2 separate regions of the Gasterosteus aculeatus genome follow, and region 1 is linked to region 2. Evidence: chromatin contacts called from public Hi-C data. All regions are on one chromosome and are shown on one strand. Each heading gives the region's core, a stretch centred on a gene start, on an enhancer-like site or on the middle of the called end of the contact. The rest is flanking DNA. Distances are from core to core; before and after follow the strand shown.

Evidence for each region. A called contact is a pair of places that touch in the nucleus more often than the background predicts.
Region 1: a contact with region 2 is called in a Hi-C map of whole body, with 2.3 times the contacts expected there. The contact joins the promoter of aplp2 here to the enhancer-like site in region 2. A contact is called at or near these places in 4 of 6 Hi-C or Micro-C datasets (skeletal muscle, tail fin and whole body).

What each region holds. Positions count from the first base shown.
Region 1 is chr1:17,915,454-17,919,220 of fGasAcu3.hap1.1, reverse strand. aplp2 (amyloid beta (A4) precursor-like protein 2) reads left to right here and starts at 1,668. Exons shown (of 17, transcript XM_040174899.2): 1 at 1,668-2,053. The coding sequence starts at 1,982.
Region 2 is chr1:17,880,418-17,884,268 of fGasAcu3.hap1.1, reverse strand. It overlaps aplp2 (amyloid beta (A4) precursor-like protein 2), which reads left to right. Exons shown (of 17, transcript XM_040174899.2): 11 at 732-860; 12 at 3,399-3,498. Among protein-coding and RNA genes, the nearest start is that of st14a, 12 kb to the right of the region's middle. Within about 2 kb of position 1,293, at least 5 of the 9 cell types and tissues checked have open chromatin away from gene starts, as enhancers often do.

The DNA.
Region 1 (3,767 bases), core at 419-2,918, 35 kb before region 2:
AATTCAGGAATCTGTACAGAGAAAGTTGGTGATGGAAAGCCGAAATATCACTCGATGAGAGTTTGAGTATTTTCTCAATAAACCTTTGAAACTTAAACAATACATGATCTGCTCTGTTTTCTTCTCATTTCCCCCCATGATTAGACTTGAAAAACATGTGTGCAAATTCATCCTATTCCAACAAGTCTGGCTGATGATTAAAAATGAATAACCGCTGTGTGTCATGCCTGAAGCAACGATCACATTTACAGAATTTACAGCCTTTTCAATTGAGTAAAAAAAAACTGATTTAAGAAGAAAATAAATGAGTTGTTGTCTATTACATTGCGCTGAAAACAGAAAATGTTTCCTCTGGTTGCCTCTGTGTGTGTCTCTCCCACAAAAAAAGAAAAGCTTAATCCACTGGAATTAGAATGAGATGAGTTTTCTTCAGAAGGAAAGTATTTGAATACACCATTGTTGTTCGTTTTCTTCACAAAAGAATCATTGCAATACCTCTTCAACAGAAGTGGTGTAAGAATTATGTACTCTTCACTTAATGCAATTATTAAGACCCTCTTTTAAGACTTGCCCCAACTCTGACTACGTTTAAAACAAGACTGAAAACTTTTATGTTCAGCTTCGCCTTCTGCTAAATTTTACCTACATTGCACTTTTAACCTCTGCTTTTAATTAAACAATTTAAATAAGATTTTAATTTATAATTTTATTTGCTGTTTTTAATTGTCATTTTATTTCACTTTATTGTATGAAATGTTATGATGTGAAGCACTTTGAGTCTGCCTTGTGTATGAAAAGCGCTGTACAAATAAAATTGCCTTGCCTTGCCTTGCCTTGCCTTGCCTTTTAAAAGTACACCTTCTGCTTTCAAATTGATACTACAAACACACATATTTATAGTAAAATACACATATTAGATCTTAAACACCCACACATTTGTTTATTTTCTTTTGGGGGGTTGGGGAGGGATCTTTATGGGGAGACGGTCATTAGAAACTCTATTCTAATTAAACCTATAGTGGAACCATGCATCCTCTGAATGCTCTATAGGTCTCAAATTTGTGTCTGTTAAATTTCACGAGGCTGTGATAATGCAAGAGGTCATTGAATAGTGATATTGAGTTGGAAAAAAAATCTATTTTGAATTGGCGACTTTGGGGACTAATTTCTGAATACAACTCATATGTGATGACAATTATCCTTCGAACCACCAGACGCTCAGCTTTCCTGTGATGCCAAATTTCGGGACCATTTTGGGTCCCCAGTACATATAAATGTTCAAGTACACCATTTTAGAATAGGAGAAAAAAAGCACAATTGAGGCTGTTTGGAAACAACATAATTCAGACCGAATTTGTATGAAATCATCAAAAAGTGGCATCTTTATTCCCTTGTTATTCAGTGGCTCTGTGGTTTCTGTGGTTATACCTACTCATTCATGTTACTGTGACAAACCAATGTAATTACAGGTGTCCACCAAGTTCATTTGTATTTCCTGTTGCCTGTCTATTGCATTTGTGATGTTTTGTGTGGAACGCATCACTGGGAGGCAGCAACCCTGCAGAATGCATGAGGTTGTGGCACGTAAAACATCACCCATAGTGTCCGGGCATGCTCGGGTTGTGTAACACTTCAGCGTACCTGTCCACCGGCTGACTGACAATTACGCCGCACCGTGGTGCTGCGGCCGGCCGCCTGGTGGCGCAGTGCGCACGATCCGATGACCCGGGGAGGGAGGGAGGGAGGAGGCAGCGCAGCCGCCCCAGAGACCACAGCCTCAGTCCACATTTCCAGAAGACACCGACTGACGCGTTCTGTCGAGCTCCAAGTAACGAACCGAACCGAAGCGGAGCCGGACTGGTCCCGCTGATCGCGCTCTCTTCCGGGACTCGCTGCGCTCTTTACCCCCCCCCACACAGAGAGCCCTCTCGGGACATATATAGAAGTTATCCACGGTGCCACGAACCGAAGACCGTGGAAGATGGGTTCAGTGGCGGCGATGTGCGTCCTGATTCTGGGCATCGTGGTCCCCGCGCTGTCCGGATACATCGAGGTATGTGATGGGAAACGGGTTTGGGGGGGTCCGAGCCGCATAAAAACAACGGCGCGTTTTGCTCCTTTTCTCGGCCAGTACGTTTGTCCTCTGTTCACGTGAGACATCGGCGTCTCGCGTGGTCTCTCCTGGTGGGACAGTTTATTATTTTCAGCAGGCTTTGACGTCTTCCCCCCCCGCACGGGGAGCGGAATCGATCCGATCGATTTGCGTGTAAAGCCTAATGTCAGGATTTAACACAAGACCTTAACTAAATTGCTGAAAGGGCGGATGAACCGTCCGAGCGGGTTGCGTGTGAATCCGATGGCCTTCGGGTCGCTTTCCTCCCCCGTCCCGGAGCCCTGGTTGCAGTCTGCTGATGGCAGTGGAGCCACGTGAAGGTGCGGTGACAACAACCCCAGCGGGCTTTACTGCAGAGATCAGATGGAAGACAGCAGCGGCAGCTTTGTCCCCCGAGGACACGGTGGACTTGTGCAATAGATCACAACCTGCGTTGTTTCTGCCCCGTGGAGCAGTTGTGTCCATTGTCCATTATATTGATCAAACATTGGGGAAGTAATTCATCTTTTCCTTTTCAAACTCCAGCTCTTCTTCTGTCAACAGGTTGGCCCCTGGTCTTACTCAGTGGTGTCTTTATTGGTCTTTGTTATCCTTAAAACCATACGATCACAGAGGAGACTCATCGACCAGGAGTCTATTTGTCTATTTGTTTGATATGCAGGTTGTCCTGTACAAACACACACACACACACACACACACACACACACACACACACACACACACACACACACACACACACACACTACTTGCTGTTCTATGGGCCTACTGGCTGACCTGTTATCGTCTGTGCAAACTGATGCCGGTAGTTTCAGATGTGTGTGTGTGTGTGTGTGTCATTGGAAAACAATGGAACCATTTTCTGAGCAAGCCCCCCCCCCCAACACACACACGGACACACAAACATGTTCCTGCTCACTGCTGAAGCAACCATGACAGAACATTTTAACAAGACCTGTCCTCCAGGCACTGCTGTGGTTATTATGAGGCAATGTTTCTCCCTCCGACGCATTTGCGACAAAAAAAACCTCGGCCATTTTGAGGCAGTATATTGGCCCGCGTTGTGTTGGGGGAAATAATGGTTATTATGTTCCCCACAAATCTATGCAGCTGCTGCACTCTCTCTCTCTCCTAAGACCTGTCTCCTCTGCAATGGTCGCCTCCTCTCCCGCCTTCACAGACATGCTGATCAATACTGGACAGACTCTGCTCAGATGATTAATGGATGAAATCAATGAATTTTCTTGATCAGTCACCCAGATTAAATTGAGAAACGTTTGGTGGCTGCTGTGCGCCTTGACTTTGTGCCGCATGCTGAGGATTCCTATGGTTTAATCAATGGCGGTCCTAAAGGGCAAGGCTATTTCTGTTTTTATCACATTTATATAATGATATTCAATGATATTCACAACCTTTTATTTTTTGCCACGGCCTCCTAATGCTCACTGAAACTGAAGATTTCATGCCAAAGGTGAAATAGAGAAACACAAATATTAACACCTTTTGAGTCAGAGAAAGAAGGCAACCAATCCAAAGAGAGGACAATATACTTCAGTCTAAATTACAAGACTGCAGACCGACAAAGTGGCAAGTTAAACATTAACGTGTCATTTTCTCTGTCCGCACACAATCGCAGCCAAAGGCTTTCCGTGCATTT
Region 2 (3,851 bases), core at 44-2,543:
CAAATGTCACATTACTGGTGGCCTGTGGCTAATCTCATGTCCTGTCTCTGTCCACTCCAATTCATCACGAGGAGAAGGGGTTGTTGTATCCAGAAAAACACACATGCCCAAATCCCTCCATGAGCACAAAGTCAATCACATTTAAACCCACAGTTAAAATCCTTTTATAGTTATGTTTTTTTTTTAAATATTCCTCTTATCTTTTCAAGCACAGTTTTGCTTTCTGTTTAAGAGAACTTGTGGCTTTTCTAACCACCAGTTTTAGACTTGTCACCCAAAGGGGACTGAAATATTTACATTTTGTGCTCATTTCTAATTACCACCAGTCGATTCAAAATTGTTAATTGCATCATCCGCGGTGGGAAGACTTGTCATATAACAGATTATTTTTGTACCTCACATTTGACACTGTGAGTTGTCGGGTTGCATTATTTTCATCTTATTTTTAATCTCAAATATCACAAAATGTGATCACTAGTATTTTTCGAGGTCGTATCGGTTCATGGTTTATTGACTGAATCAAATAAACCAGAAATCTGAATGAAAAAAACTAGAGTGTGTGCAGACAATAAACAGTTTCAGAGATGAAACTGCTGTAAGGTCACTTACTATAAATTGACACGAGACGTTGATCCCTCTCAGTTGGTATTGCACAGAAATGATTTATTGTGGCTTTTTACCACCTAACACTAGAAACTACCCCTCTTCTTCCCACTCCATGTTGCGCTCAGCCCCACCGCATCCTGCAAGCCCTCAGGAGGTACGTCCGCGCAGAGAATAAGGACCGCCAACACACCATCCGCCACTACCAGCACGTCCTGGCCGTGGATCCTGAGAAGGCTGCTCAGATGAAGTCGCAGGTCAGTGTTTTATCCGGATGTGACACTGGTGAAAACAGTTCTCAATTAAGGTCTCAGTGTTGCTTGTTCCATTTATCGAAAATATTCCATTTAGAAAGAAAGAAAAGCATCAAATCCACACATTTGAGAAGCTGTAACAAGCACACGTTGGGCATTTATGTTGAAATCTATCTAAAATGTATACTGTACAATTAATCATCAGTCCTTTAGGTCTTAATAGTTCAATTTGGTGCTTTCCCACAATTGGACGTTTAGCAACATTCCTACGACAAACAAACTGTATTAGAGGCCGTGTCACTGAATGTGGAAGCTCATGCAGAGCCACTCAAGCTCCTACACTCCTCCTATTCCCTATCACACAGGGGAGGGATAATGATGTCTCAGCCTGCGCTTTGCCTTGTCTCGCAGTGTGTAGGAGGTAGAAAGAGTGTGTGCGTTTTTTTGAGCCTAGGAGGAGTGAGTAAGCTCAAATGACGGAGTCAGGGCGGATGTTTCATTCACTTAAGCCTCAGCCGAAGATTAACATTGCGCAGGTCTTGTGTAATGCTGGACTCTGAGCCGCTGCGCGGGGATTTGGCTGCAAGCTCCTCTGTTAGATGTAACCGGCCTGTTTGTGTCAGGGCCCTTCAACACCATCTGTGGTCATCCTCAAACCAGTACCGATAGCACAGCAGGTGGATGAAACAACATTGCGTGGCGAGGAAAGCACCACAGTGTTACTATTTGGATGAATCGTAGGATCAGGTGGGCCTGCGTGCTCGGTCATGGGAGGCCGATCTCCGTCGTCGGGCTCTCGCAGTGTTTACTTGTCGAGCTCCTGTGTCTTTCTTCACCCATCCAATCCTTCAGCATGTTCAAATCTACATTTTTGGTTTATGGATTATACATGTGACTTAGAAGAGCATTACACAAAGACTCCTTTGTAAATATTTAACATGTTGGGCTTTATGTAAGTGTGTTATGGGACTTTCTGGGATCAAGATGATTGTTGGTGTCTCATAAAAGTCTGACATTTTCCGCGTAGAAGAGATTTCTCGATGCATTTATAACCCCGCTGACACGCAATTTTTATAATTAGGATTGTTTGTTCAACATCAACTGGAAGGTGCCACAGGGGCTGCGTCCCGCCATTAATGGGAAAAGGTGCATTATTGCCATCTGTTGCCAACGCTGGTGCACTGCAGCCATGTGTTGGAGGATTACAACAGTCAATCATCATAGTGGGAAATAAACGCCAGTTGCCTGCCAAGAGCTGGTCCGCCTTGCTGTTTGCAGAGTCTGCCAACCACTTTTGCAGCAGGAATGTGGAAATGTTCCTCCGCTCTCAACATTGAGATTCGAAACCACTTTTAGGAGACTGGGGACATTTTGGAGCATACTAAGTTTTGTATCTGATAAAAAGTTATTTTATTATTATTTTACCAAGTGTGGTAGTGATTATTGGGACTGACAGGCAGCAGATCCTGTCGAGCCAGTTTAGAGCCTCATTACTGATTTAAGCATCGCATGCAGCTACTTGTTTTATGCAACCGATTCAGAGTTCATCTTAAGAAAATATTCTCTTGAGCCGAAAGCACATTTCTGCCGGTTCTGTTTACATTTGGGAAGATTTAAGAGCATTTATATTCTGGTCAGAAAACAGCGAGCAGTTTGTCCTCTAATCCGTGCTGTATAGTCAATTGTAATTATTTTTATTTTGCACATGCAGCATTGTGGCAATGGTTTATGTTATTTACTAAATGATGGACCTAGAGAACTTGTAATGCGTCTATCTGCAGCGTCAGCTGTCTCTTTTAATGTATTGTTGTTGTGTTGTTCATCATCTTTTACTTTGGTTTGTAGTTTCTCGGTTGCTGGAGATACATTTGAATGTACTCATTTGAATGATGTCATCCCGCCACAATGTTTTGCCTGGTTCTCAGTGTAAAGCTCCAAACATAAAAGCCATGACTTTAATCTGTGAATCTATTAGTTGACACAACTTGTATTATCCCCACTAAAACAATAAACTCTTTAGTTTAACTAAAATCTAGGGGGATTCTGTGGGATAAATGTATTTTCTGATTTGTTCATTTAAGCTATTTAAGAATAAATTCTGTTAGAATGAACCTTATATTGTAATAATTGGCAAATCCCTGTAATTAGTTGCCACTGGATTAGTGCTGAATAAACAATTATGTTAATTAATTTTTCATATTCAAATGATTAATCAACAATTTTAATAAATGAATATTACAAAAAAGAAACTTCTCCAATGTCAGGATTTTCAGCTATTTTATATCACATATCATTATAAACATAATAGTTCACACAAAGATTGACCTGGTTACGAAGAACTAACAATTGCCATTTCTACCTTTTACTGCATTTAAAAACTAAACCATTCACCAGTTAATAAATAAAATTAAGCTTGAACTTAGAATGTGCTGCAGTCCTGGGCTATTATAATCCTCGGGGAAACACTGACTCTTCAGTGAAGCAGTTTCACTTTCTTTTACTTTGACATGACAACCTTTTTGTCTGTTTTTCAAACACCAGGTGATGACCCACCTGCGTGTGATCGAGGAGAGGATGAACCAGAGTTTGTCTCTGCTCTACAAAGTTCCTTATGTTGCCGAGGAGATTCAGGATGAAATTGGTGAGTCGTGTTCAGTCAAAACACCAAAGCGGCTGTGAAATTAAAATAGTGATGAAATTTGCAAATGTGCCAAACAGACCCAGTCAATACATCTCATTTCCTCTGACCCTGTCTTCTCTTTGTGCAAAAAGAAACACGAATATAGTTGGAGACGAGCAGACGGGCTTTAGCACTGTCAGGGAAGCAATTACCATAGACGGAGAACAGCACCGTCAGTATCGATGTTCGCGCGTTTGTTTTGAAGGGTCTCGGCTCACTATAGCTCCCGTTTTTACAATTTGATCTAAAACTGGAAATTGTATGTATTCATTTCCAGTGGTACCATTTGAGACGGGAATGTCTGTCATGTTTTT